Regions from separate parts of the Hordeum vulgare genome. Here region 1 is linked to region 2. A link is a contact called in public Hi-C data. All regions are on one chromosome and are shown on one strand. Each heading gives the region's core, a stretch centred on a gene start, on an enhancer-like site or on the middle of the called end of the contact. The rest is flanking DNA. Distances are from core to core; before and after follow the strand shown.

Evidence for each region. Hi-C and Micro-C count contacts between places; a contact is called where the count stands out from the background.
Region 1: a Hi-C map of seedling shows a contact between it and region 2, with 2.8 times the contacts expected there. The contact joins the promoter of LOC123399580 here to the promoter of LOC123439969 in region 2. A contact is called at or near these places in 2 of 6 Hi-C or Micro-C datasets (leaf and seedling).

Annotation. Positions count from the first base shown.
Region 1 is chr1H:394,504,167-394,510,539 of MorexV3_pseudomolecules_assembly, forward strand. It overlaps LOC123399580, which reads right to left and starts at 3,859. Exons shown (of 2, transcript XM_045093985.1): 1 at 393-3,859; 2 at 1-277. The coding sequence starts at 3,859. The coding sequence ends at 404.
Region 2 is chr1H:394,205,370-394,211,886 of MorexV3_pseudomolecules_assembly, forward strand. It overlaps LOC123439969 (annexin D3-like), which reads right to left and starts at 2,444. Exons shown (of 6, transcript XM_045116577.1): 1 at 1,723-2,444; 2 at 1,368-1,513; 3 at 1,016-1,246; 4 at 706-921; 5 at 506-595; 6 at 29-443. The coding sequence starts at 1,927. The coding sequence ends at 243. TRNAR-CCU (a tRNA gene) reads right to left here and starts at 2,557; the gene lies at 2,485-2,557. It overlaps LOC123439990 (mitochondrial fission 1 protein A-like), which reads left to right. Exons shown (of 5, transcript XM_045116588.1): 5 at 1-69. LOC123439981 (annexin D4) reads left to right here and starts at 5,275. Exons shown (of 4, transcript XM_045116580.1): 1 at 5,275-5,545; 2 at 5,686-6,092; 3 at 6,206-6,430. The coding sequence starts at 5,506.

The DNA of each region.
Region 1 (6,373 bases), core at 2,609-5,108, 300 kb after region 2:
AGACATACATATATATACATAACTCGGCTGTTGAGCCACTCCTTTGCAGCTCAGCAACTAGACTAGACAGGAAACTCTTCGTCAGTGAGTAGTTTACCCTCTCCATGTTACCTTAACCAGAGAAAGATCTCTAGCAAGCGATCGATCGATCTCCGGTGACTAGTAAGTAAGTAGTTATTCTCATCCAACTTGGAGCGGGTCTCTGGCACTAATATTGCAGCGACCACCGAGTTAGTAGCTCGCGAGTCGTCAATATCACGATTAGTTCAACCACTAACTGCAACACACATAAAAGGAGCAAGTAACTGGTTAGTGCAAAGGGTTCTACACAGTTAAGTTTTTACAATTACCACGGCAAACTGTGCCATGGAACATTTCCAAGGTGTTCTCACCTCTAGAATTATCAGTTGCAAGCTTGGGCAGGCCTTGTAGGTGAAATATTCTTCTTCTCGTCCTGCGGTAGGACAGTCTCAAAGGCCTGAACCAGAAGCTCCACCTTCTTCTTTCGAGCAGGGCCTAGATTGTTCACCGCCCTCCGAAGCGCGTAGTCGATCATCCACTCCTCGGCATTCTTGCGGTCTTCCGCCGTCTGATGCTTCAGATCAACCTTCTCTGCGTCTGGATCCGATTCCAGAGGAAGAAAATTTGGTGCCCTTGGGTTAAAGCCTCGCATGTATTCATCTTCTTCAGGTGTTCTCCTCCTCCCGGCAATGATCATTCTGTTTCTCGGACATATCTCAGACTCGGTAGGATCAACATACACTTCACCTTTGAGGTGCATCCCGCTGAATACGTCACACATGTCGTCAATGGAAAATTGTTTTGCAACAGCGTCTTCTGCTGGTAGGTTCTGAGGCTCGGAGAAGTCAGAGTTGTGCTCAGGTATCTGGATAGCTGTCGAGAGATTAGCTTCATCAGTAGTACAAATTTCTTCACAAGCACCTGGCAACACGGACATGATAATCGCCGGTTCCATTAGAGCATCAGTGACGGCACCAGGAGTCTTATCATCTTCTTGGCTCCCTTCTTGGGTAATATCAGATTCTTCACGAGCATGTTCTGATTCGCACGCTATAATATCTGATTCCTTTTGGGCATCATCCTTGACATCTGAAGTGTTTTCGTCTTGAATAGCTTCTTGGGTAATATCATATGCTTCAGAAGCCTCTGCCAGTTCACAAGGGGTAAGCGCAGATTCATTAGTAGAACCACCATTGACGTCTGTACAGTTGTCATCGTGATCAGCTTCCTGAACAGCAGCAGATTCTTTTCCCAATTCGCATGTGGCGATCCCAGAATCACTTTGAGCATCATCACTGACATATGCACAGTTATCATCTTCACCAATTTCATGGGCAATACCAGATTCTTCAGAAGTGTCTACCAACTCGCTTGTGTCAACCTCTGATTGCACTTGAGCAACCTCGCCGACATACACCAAGTTATTATCCTGAACAGTTTGTCCAGTGATACCACCTTCTTCAGAAGCATCTTCCAAGTTGCAGTTTGTAGTCTCTGATTCTATTTGAGCAGCAGCATCAACACATGCAGGTTTGACGTCTTGGCTGCTTTCTTGGGCAGTACCAGACTCTTCAAAAGAATGTTCCACTTTGCAATTTGCAACCTCTATCTCTGGTTCCATTTCAGCAGCAGCATCAACACATACAGGCTTAGCATCTTGGCTGCTTTCTTGGGCAATACAAGACTCTTGTTCAGAAGAATCTTCCGACTTGCAATTTGTAATCTCTGGCTGCGGTTCGATTTCAGCAGCAGCATCAACACATACCAAATCGACTTCCTGGCTGCTTTCTTGGATAGTACCAGCTTCATCAGAAGCAGCTTCCAAATTGCATGAGGTAATCTCAATTTCCTTCTGAGCATCTTCTGTGACATCCACTGTGTCTTCTGTAGGGATAAATTGATCAACCAAGTCGTTCACGGCGCTGCAGGGATACTCTTCAAAAGCATCTTCCACAGTGTCCTCATCTTGTTCAAAGCCACCCTCTGTTGGTGGTGTGGACATTTCAACGTCCGGAGAAGCAACAGCACTGGGGTCAGAAATTTCACCTTCTGAATCAGCTTTGGAGGCTAATTCTTCCTGAACAAAATCCTCTTCGCATGCAGCACTGTGGACAGTCTCAGAAATCTCCATTTCAGACCCGTCATCCGGCATGTCCTGCTTCTCTGCAACCTCCAAGTTGCCCGTAGATTCCACGTTGCTCTGATCATCCTTTGCCTCCTGATCTGCTGAACCCTCCTCTTCCCGGCTCTCCTCGAGGACATTTTCCACTCTTTCTGCTACTTCAGTCTCAGGAATCTCTGATCCATAGATGGAGAGCTTCTCTTCTCTTTCTGCTATTTCAGTCTCAGGAATCTCTGATCCATAGATGGAGAGCTTCTCTTCTGATGTGCCTGGTTCAATAGAAACATACCCTTGGATCACCTGCCTCTGAATGTTGTCTTGATCTTCTTCTTCTTCTTCTTCCTGCTCATTGCGGACCTCCGCTGCACAAACAATATATGATTGCGCCGCGGCGATCTCCATTTTGTGGGCAATATCCGAGACTCGCTCCTCGTCTTCTTCAGGATATTGCGTCTCTTGCACTGTGGAAGCCGCCTCCTGTTGATCCATGGTGTTGGCGATGTCGTCGCCTTCATCTCTTCCCTGCCAGTCTTCGCTGACCTCCACCCCGCAAACGATACCCTCTTCATCCGCGGCGATCCCCGTTTCACGGGGCCGATCGGCGGTGATCTCCCCATCTTTCGGTTTCTGCTCTTCATTGGCATCTTCTTCGTGATTATCGCCCGATCCGCGGGATCTGCCTTCTGAAACTTCTGCTTCCTGAACATTTTCTCGTTCTTCTGAAACATCGTCGTACAGGCTATCGCACTCGTACCCCTGGTACCTCATCCAGGGCAGCTCCTCCACGATGTTGCCGGAGATGAGACCGGGGACACCTTCATCGCTGCACTCCGACGAACTGTCCCTGCAGAAACCTAGCCTGTCCTCCTCCTCCGGCCTCCCGTCGCCGTGGCCGTCGCCGCGAGCGGCAGGATCGCCGCCCTTCTCGTCTTCCTCGCCCACGCCGCATCGGTCGAAGACGACGAACTCCATCCTCCTCACCGCGGCGTCCATCTCGTCCAGGGACATGTCGCTGCAGCTCATGTCGGAGCTCACCCTCGGGCCGGCGTACACCTCCACGAAGAAGTCGCCCAGCGCCTCCTCGTCGACCAGAGGCGCGGCCTTGGCAACGGCGGCGGAGACGACGGGGCTGCTTTTCTTGTCTTCCGGCCTCTGGTGGCCGGATCCCTTGCGGAACGCCGAGACGCCCTTGTGCTTCATGCTCTGCTGCGTCTTGATGAGCCGGCGGCGCGATGCGAGGAAGCTCCGGAGCGGCACGGCCGGCGAGTGCGCGTGGCCGTTGAGGGAGCAGTAGTTGTACGGGCACACGCGCATCGCCGCGGGGCCCTGGGCGTCGGTCGCCCCGGGCGCCAGGTCGAGCGCGCCGGGGAACTTGGCCTCCTTCATGGTGGAGGAGCACGTGGGGCGGACCATGCCGGGCACCTCCGGCGTCGGGAAAAGCACCCTCCCCCTGGTCACCACCCGCACAGGCCCCCGCCGGCTCGTGGGCGACGCCGAGGAGGGCACGGCCCCCGCGCCGCGCCGCCCGGCCTTGGCGCCGGAGCTGCTGGTGGCCCGCATGTAGTTGGGCACGGAGGCCGGCGCCGGGGACATGGCCGCGCCGCCGCGGTTCCTCGGCAGGCTTCCGCCGTCGTCGTCCCTGAACCCCCTGGGCTTGGACGGAGGTGTCATGAGCGGGTCCTTGGGCCTCTTGGGCACCTCTTTGCTCCTCACCATGGCTGCTAGCCTGCTACCACGGCACTAGTACCACCACTATTCCTTCTTCCGATTTCTTGGCTTCTCTCCCTCGGGTTCTTGGACCCAAAGCTTCCCTCCGTCTGGAATCTCTCGGCTTGTGGTGGGAGGTTCCGTGGAGTGCTTGGCTTCTTTCTTCTTGTCGAGTTCAAGGGCGGGCGGCAAGAAAGCCGAAGCAAAGGTGATGTGAACTATGGGAGTTGGGAGTTGGACGAACGAGGGAAGAAACGGGATTAGACTCGAGAGCACAAACCAAAGTAAAGGAAGAGTGGAAGGGAAGAATAAAAAAAGGAAGGATTGTGTGCGGGGAGGAATGCGATGGGAGGAAGAAGGGGAGCCGCGGCGAGTGGGTGGGCGGCTCAAAGGGACACCCTTGATAGAGAAGGCTGATGCGGAGAGCGACCTTTTTTACCTTCTCTTGGACGCTGGATCTTCTATGACGGCTGGCTACGTGGCCCGTTTGTGTTTTCTGTGATGCTGTAGGAGGAGGATGCATGGTTGGTTCTAGAGGATCCATTTATGATGAGCGTTAAGGAATACGATCATCCATTTATGAGTTAGCTGGTGTTAAAAGGCATAGACAATGGACGGATTTAATTCATTCCTTCCGTTCCATTTTTTATGGCGCCAACCAGTAGCATTGATGTATGCTTAGTACGCTTGAAACCTCTAGGTTTGTTGTTGTAGGGTGTACCCACGTCTTATAAGTATAACTAAAACGTTTTCTTTGGTAGGCACCGTATACTTGCTTTTTCCTTAACGCGATCTGACCGTAAACTTGATGCATGGCGGTACATAGTATACGGGCGTGGTGGCTCCTGAGTTCTTGTCTCAGTTGATCCCGGGGATGAGGGTGGATGGAGGGGCTGACGTGGATCGCCACTTTACTGACGGCGATCTGGATTAGCTTTTCTCAGCCGGGGGCTATTGGTCTTTCATTATAGTGTGCTGTAGAGGGGCCCAAAGTTTTCGTCAGATCTTGATTTGTTTTTGGTACGTACTGTAGCATTATTAGTGTAGTGTAGGACACTGCAATTTGCCTTCCACGCAGCTGCGGCCTTTCCGCCGCGCCGGACCGCGGCCGCGCGGGGTGCGTGCATCACGAATAACGTGTGCAGTCAACGGGATTATCTAGAACTGCACCAACCAACTAAACTAATTAAGAGTGGACAATGCTTGCAAGTGGTTCTACATAGGTTTTCCTTGTGCCGGCGGCGACCGGCAGCAATCCACCATAGCCAACCTTCATTGGAACCATAGAGCTTCGAGCCTTGGACCATCTGTAACAGATCCGATAAAAGCGTCCCATTAAATTCATTTACGAGAGAACTATAAAAATTCCGATACCGTGAGGCCTCCGGCGCAAAATAGATCCTCTAAACTTATCCCGTAAAAATTTTGCGAAACGGGTTTATAGAAGTTTGCAAATTCATTGACTTTCGAAAATACAGATCGAATAGAATCACATTAGAAATTAAACAAATGATCCCAAAGGCAATTCATAATACAACAATCATCTTCATTACAACAAATGTTCAACTTTAAATAGTTATTACAATAACAAATTGTTCAAATCTCACACAAATACAACAATAAATTCTTCAGATTAAAATGACAGTCTATCTCCCAAAGAGTTGCCACTAATTCTCAACGAGATCATCACAGAGCTCGTAGTGTGAAGCATTGTTGTCAATCTTCCGGTAGGTGTCAAGAAATGCAGTGATCTCATTCGCGTCCCTCGCATGCTTCACACGACTACCAACGTTGTCATAATAAAATTATACTCTCATCCTCGTGTTGGGTAACGTAGCACAAATTATACAGTTTTCCTACACCATATTTAGATCTTCCTATGGAGAGACGAGCAACGAGAGAGGGGTGAGTGCATCTTCATACCTTTGAAGATCGCTAAGCGGAAGCGTTACTAGAACGCGGTTGATGGAGCCGTACTCGCGGCGATTCAGATCGCGGTGTGATCCCGAGCTAGTGCCGAACCACGGCACCTCCGCGTTCAACACACGTGCAGCCCGGTGACGTCTCCCGCACCTTGATCCAGCAAGGAGGAGGGAGAGGTTGGGGAAGATCTCCGGCAGCACGACGGCGTGGTGTCGATGGAGAAACGAGGTCTTCCGACAGGGCTTCGCCAAGCACCGTGTGAGGAGGAGGAAGGAGGGGAGCAGGGCTGCACCGAAGGGGAGATGGAACGGTGTGCAAAATAGCTGCAAAATAGCCCCAAACCCCTCCATATATATAGGAGGAGGGGAGGGGGTGCCACCCCTAGAGTTTCCCCCTAGGTGGTGCGGCAGCTCCCCAGATGGGAGGTGCGGTGGCTAGGGCAGGGGGAGGGGGTGGCGCACCCCTTAGGTGGGCCTTAGGCCCACCAACGCCTAGGGTTCCCCCCCTCTCCACCTCTTGCGCCTTGGGCCCCCTTGTGGGTGGCGCACCAGCCCACTTTGGGCTGGTTGCCGACCACCTTTTGGCCCATGCTACCTCTTG
Region 2 (6,517 bases), core at 1,194-3,693:
AGTTTATGATACCATGGCACCATGTATCTTTGGATAAATCAAATCATGATGGAAGTACCGTTGTCTCAAGCTAGTGTTGAATACACCAATAAATGAACTGTCACGGGTCTTATTTCACAACACCAACACTTCACTCTAGATTGTACACACGGCAGTGCCACTCTGCTCAATCAAACCAGCAAAGTACTAAAGCAATATGCCATTGAACATCATCCTCTGAGCTTGCATGATCCTGGCAATGGCTACTCTGGCCCGATGAGGGTGAGCAGGATGCCCTGGTAGTACCCGGAAGTGTCGCCGACGACGTCCTTGGTCACCGTCGTCTTGTACCTCACCTTGTATTCCTCCTTGACTTTCTTCATGTCGACCTCCGCGCGCGAGACGATGGCTCTGGTCAGCGACTCCTCGTCGGTGCCGAGCCCTATGATCGAGGTCCGGATCACCTGGAGAAGGCAAGGAGCATAAAAAACAACTCATTCCAAATGCTTAGTCTTTTGGGTGTTACCTCTGCGAAATGTTTCTCCGGCGATGTCAAGCACCAAACCGCAGTTTTCAGCATGGCCGAGAGCTGGTCATTCCGGTTCCCCTCGAGAACCTGCCAATTTGTGGCACATAAATAAAATAAAAACAGATAAAAGTCAAGTTCATTCGTGTTCAGTTCTTTGGTTGTAGGAGTATATCTGTATAAGCATGAGGCGGTCGAACCTCGTGGATGGGCTTGCCGTGCTGTCGCTTGTAGTGCTCGAACGTGGCCTTGAGCTGCGGCTTGCTCCTGGAGCTGACGATGCGCACCACGTCCCCGTGCAGCGGCTGCTTCTTGGCCGCCACCGCGCCGTGCAGCTCGGCCGCCTCCGCCCTCGCCAGCTCGCCGTCGACGAGGTCGCCGGCGTAGCGGTACGAGCTCACCAACCGCACCAGGAACTGCACACGACACGAGCGCTCAGCTGGCCGGACCGGCGAGAGCAAAGAAATCAACCCACGGCGGGTGAGGAAAGGAGGAGGAGAAGGGCCTCGCCTGCTTGAGGGGTTCCTTGTAGAGCGAGCAGGCGGCGACGTCCTCCTCGAGGGACGAGTCGTAGGCGGAGCAGTAGGCCTTCCTGACGGCGACGAGGTGGTCCGGCGACGACGCGCAGGCCACCTCGATGAGCACCCAGGCGTGCCGGTCGCCGCCCTTCTTCCTCAGGGCCTTGTAGGCCAGCTTGGCGTCCCGCGCCACCGGGTCCATCGCCCACAGCGTCATGGCGCCCTGACCACCAGACCAACCAACGCACATACAGTACATGGAGATTTCACTGTCCGTCCGGGGAAGAAGAAGAAGCCTAGGGAGAGGAGGTCGCCATGGAAGAGGTGAAGGTACTACTAGTTACCTTGAAGTGGCCGGAGAGCTCGTCTTGGAGCGTGCGGAGGAGGGTCTTGTCGTTGAGGCCCTCGTAGGCCACGGCGATCTCCGCGCGCTGCGCCGCCGTCCGGTGGCCTAGGATCTCGATCAGCGCATTCTCGTCCGTCCCCCACCCTGTCCATTTTTCTCGATTTCAGTACATAATTCTTCACTCTCTAGATTAAACAGGCTCGAACAGCGGCCATCTCACAAAGAATTGACCAGGAGAGCTCAGCTCACAAATCTTTCACACAATTCAGTGATCGTAGTATCTCACGTATAAATATATATATATATATAGTGCACACGGACCTACAATCTTGGTTAAACTTGAATCACAGTACCTTGTACCGCCTTTCTTATGTTCTCTGCGTCCTCGGTCGGGGAAGGGACGGGGTCCGGGACCGAGATGGAGGCCATGGAGGGAGCACGTTCTGCTATCCCCTCCCTTCCCGTTGATGGAGCCGAGGAGAAGTGGAGGAAGAGGAGACTGAGGGGCGGGATGTTATGGATGCACTCGAGGTCGAGGCAGCAGCACCAGCCACACATGGCAGCCAGGGTTGAAAGCTTCGCCGGCAACGAGCTTTTCGCCTAATTATATTTCCTCGTGTGTTTCGCGTGCATCTTTTTGATTGCGTTTTTCTTTCGCCGTTCGGGTTTTGATGGTGCTATTATCATTACCCAGCTTGGCTAATGTTGTGTACAGGTCACACGAGGGGGCATTTTGGGGGTTCCATTATGTCCATTACTCCTACTTAATCAGCATTGAAGAGGGAACCGGATTTGATTGCTGGAAAAACGTGAGTGATACTGCTTTTAAGTTAAGGCTTGCCTCATCTATTTTCAGACTTGCTCACTGTAATGTACTGTCAATCTTACTGACATCTTGGGGTATTTTCAGACTTGTCCCCCACCATCTACTGATTTGGAGAACTTGGGAGTTAAGGAAAATCAGTAATACTACCTTGTAGAAGATGGTGGAGAGTATCATTACCGTTTGACACCCTCTTTGCCTGATTCATGCTTGTTCATATCCTCTCCTGTTGGGAAATAAATAATGGTTCAAAAATAGTGCACCAACTAAGCAAAAAAAATAATAGAAAAAACGCGCCAGGTAGGGGTCGAACCTACGACTTTCCGCTTAGGAAACGGACGCTCTATCCACTGAGCTACAGGCGCCTTGATGAATAAATTTCTCATGGCCCTTATCTATTCTTATCTTTAGTTCCGAGCTAGCTGTTTCCTCGCGCTCACCCTTCCACTATTGGGGAAGATGGTGTATCACCATGTGCAACAACAAAGTACAGTAGTTTAGTAGTAGTAACATTGATAAAAAAAACCAGAGATTCTCATCCTGGAAGCATGATCTTGGAAACACATGGCATTGCTTAACCGGTAAGGTTTCTCTTCCAAAAGAGAGCTCCAAGCAAATCCCCAAAACCACACTGTTTCCACCATGCAAAGACCCGTAGTTTCCTCACGCTTTAATACTTTAGCCCGTCGTCGTTCACAAGGAGACGCGTCATGGGCTCCAAGATAATCTGAACAATCACGGGCCTTTCGAAAAAACGGAGGACATGCCCGCACGTTCCATGCGCCCGGTTCAAAAGCTGAGAACATGCCACAGTTCACAAAGCATTTTCAAAGTCTTTTTTTTTTTGCTTTCTCTGTGAAACCCATACTCTCTCTGCTTTTATCTTCTTCTCCTGCTTTGTTGAACTCTTTCTTTCAACGGAGGCTGCTTGGAAGAGGGAAAATAAATAAGTAAGTTGCATTTAAACAACTGTGTAGTGGTATTTATATTTCAGAAAAGAAAGCTAGACTAGAAGGACAGTTGGCAAGGTTGAGCTGACTGTAGAACTGCCTGCTTAGAATATAAGAGAAAACAAGTGTTCTCGTGGATCACACTGATCTGACCAGTGGTTTTCTAATACTATATATCAACGTTGCCAAGAGTTCATTTGGTTGCCTGCCAACCAAACGCATAATTAACCAGGCCTTTGACGAAAGATACATGGACAACTGCGGCAAATGCCCAATGGCTGCTTATGCAAACAAATCAACGACCATATCTGAAATCTCCAATATTATAGGGGTGATTTGCTTGTGTGCAAGTCACCAATGATCTTGTCCTTCACCATGCGCCCAGTTTCCTCCAGCATAATAACAGGCTTGCTGTATGATTGAAGAATATGGCCCAACATACAGGGACGATGATAATGAGTTATTTTGGACCACACCAGTTGTATCTAGATGTCTTTTTTAGGGGTTACGTCTTACATATCCTTGGCGGTGCATGTGTTTTCACATCTTCTGATAGTCCGTGCGATTCTTTTGCCACAAGTTTCAGCTGAAATAATCGCACGTCACATCCTTACACTGTTAGATATGGACGGCGGTGGTGTGAACTTACAAAACTGCATTAAATTGGTGAGTGGAAATGTTTCATCAACCATTTCTCTAACCCCTTAATTGTCCAGCTAACTAGCTTAGGTTTCGTGGCATAGTACGAAGCTCTGATTGATTTGTTAGAGAGAAGCCAAAGACAACAAGCTAGTATAATGATGTCCGGTTTGCTGGTATGTGACCTAGTAGCAGAAACTTGATATACAAGTTGTGTTCATGAACATCCTTGAATTGAATAAGACATAAACCAACCATGCATGATTGAAGGGGATAATGACGATGCTGGTGGCGACGATAAGGATGACAACGTGGACTGTAGGGTTTATACATTGCCACTATATATGATCATCAATTTGAGATGAGAATTCTGGATACATTATGAGCACACATTTTGTTTTTTGAAAGAAAGGGGCCGCATCCCCTGGTTCCGTTCCATCGCGATGAAATCACATTCAGTACAGGCAGATTTATGCGCCAAGGCATAGCCAAAGTAGCCATAAACCAGAAGTATACCAAGTGTTTTCGAACAAGATTTTCTGGATGATGCAAATATAACAGCAGGAGATTAACTCCACGTCTCCCGAAGATCAGTTGCGGAGGCACCAGTTGGTGCGACCGATGAGGATCTGGCGTCTCTCCTTGTCAGTAGCATCCAGAAATATTAGAGGGGCCTGTGAATTGAGTAGACGCAACCATTTGGAGGCAAATTGATCTGTTCATGTGATGTGTTCTTCCATTTCCGTGGACCATGACGACTTGGGACCTTCATCATGTGCTGCAGATCTCCTACAAGTTTCTCAATGATCATTTTCCCTCCTGCCATCAGTGGCGGAGCCAGAAAATTAGAACAAGGGGGCCAAGTATAGTTAAACCTTATTAAGAAGGACCAATCCATCAAAAAACACCATTTTAACACACAAAAATAAATATTACTATTCATTCCTGGCTTAAATCACTAATGTTAGGGGGGCCAGGCCCTGGCTGGCACCACCTGTCTCCGTCACTGCCTGTCATTTCTCATCTGCTGGAAATATTAGCTGAGCTATTTGAATCCCTCCTACCTTGAAATATTTGCAATATCGCCGAAAAAATAATATACTTGCTCTTGAACTATTCCTCACATGCCCTTCCTAAGTTGATCACACGATTATATTTCCCTCAACAAGGGCAGTCTAGTTTGTTAGGGAAACATTTAAAGACTTATTAATATAATGAGTGAGTTCCAATTTTACCCTTAGTTTCATATTTAACATTTTTTTAAATCCAGATTACCATGGACACAACGATATTATATCCTGGAAAATAATGTACCCGAAGAAGTTATATCTGATGTGACCGCAGCGTGACAAGGGCGCAGCACAGCTGAATATTATGGGTGTCATCGTCCGTGATCACCCCGTGTTGCACGATGCAAATACTATGCACCAACAGCCCATCGCGTGGTGAGTTGTCACTTGATTAATTAGATGGGATCGGTGTGGATGTGTACCCATGTGTAAACCATTGACGAGCTAGCCTTTTCTTGGATTAGCTGTGAACATTTATACCCAATTGAAATACCAGCGCTGCCCATAACTGCTTTCCAAAACACACCGTCTCCCAGTATAAAGATCGTCCACAAGGAGGGGCTGAGCACACAGCGAACTCGGCGACCAGTGTAGCCATCATCGTCTCCGTCTCCTCAAATTAATCTTTCGCTAGCAATTCTTGTCAGGGCGACAATGGCTGACGAAGTTCAGGCGCTCACCAAGGCCTTCTCAGGTTTGTTAATTACATCGATAATCGCTGACGACTCCTAGTCCTAGGAGGACATTGTGCAGCGATCATACTCGTAGCATTGTTGTTTGCGTGCGTGATGATTTGTGATAGTTGATTGTGATTATTGGAAATGGATGGTGAAGGTCTGGGGGGTCTGGGCGTGGACGAGCGGACGATGGTGGCGGCGCTGGCGAACTGGCGGAAGCAGCCGGAGAAGCGGTCGGGGTTCCGGAAGAGCTTCCCGGGGCTGTTCAAGGAGCACGGCGGCGTGATGGAGCGGTGCGAGGACGAGTACATGCTGCACCTGGCCGCCGAGTTCTCCCGGTTCAAGAACCTGATGGTGCTGTGGGCGATGCACCCGTGGGAGCGCGACGCCCGCCTCGCGCACCACGTCCTCCACCAGGCCCACCCCTCCGCCATCGTCGTGGAGATCGCCTGCACCCGCTCCGCCGAGGAGCTCCTCGGCGCGCGCAAGGCCTACATGGCGCTCTTCCACCACTCCCTCGAGGAGGACGTCGCCTACCGCGCCAAGGACAAGCCCTACTGCAGCGTAAGCTAGCTCTTCCTTTCTTAATTTCGACTGGCCATCCATGGCTTTGGAGCTCGGAGCCATGCATGGCCATGGAGGAGGTCGGTACGGTCGACTCATTTGTGAATGTGCAGCTGCTGGTGGGGCTGGTGAGCGCGTACCGGTACGAAGGGCCCAAGGTGAGCGACGACACGGCCAAGGCGGAGGCCAAGGCGCTGGGAGCGGCGGTGAAGAGCGCCGACGGCGGCAAGCTGGTGGAGAACGACGAGGTGGTAAGGATCCTCACCACCAGGAGCAAGCCTCACCTCGTCCAGACCTTCAAGTACTACAAGGAGCTGCACGGCAAGCACATCGAGGAGGTAACGCCGCGAGCCCGCGATTCGGACGGAAGTTGATCACCAGTACTACAAATCCGTGATGCGTGGCGTGATGAAGACAGGAGTTGT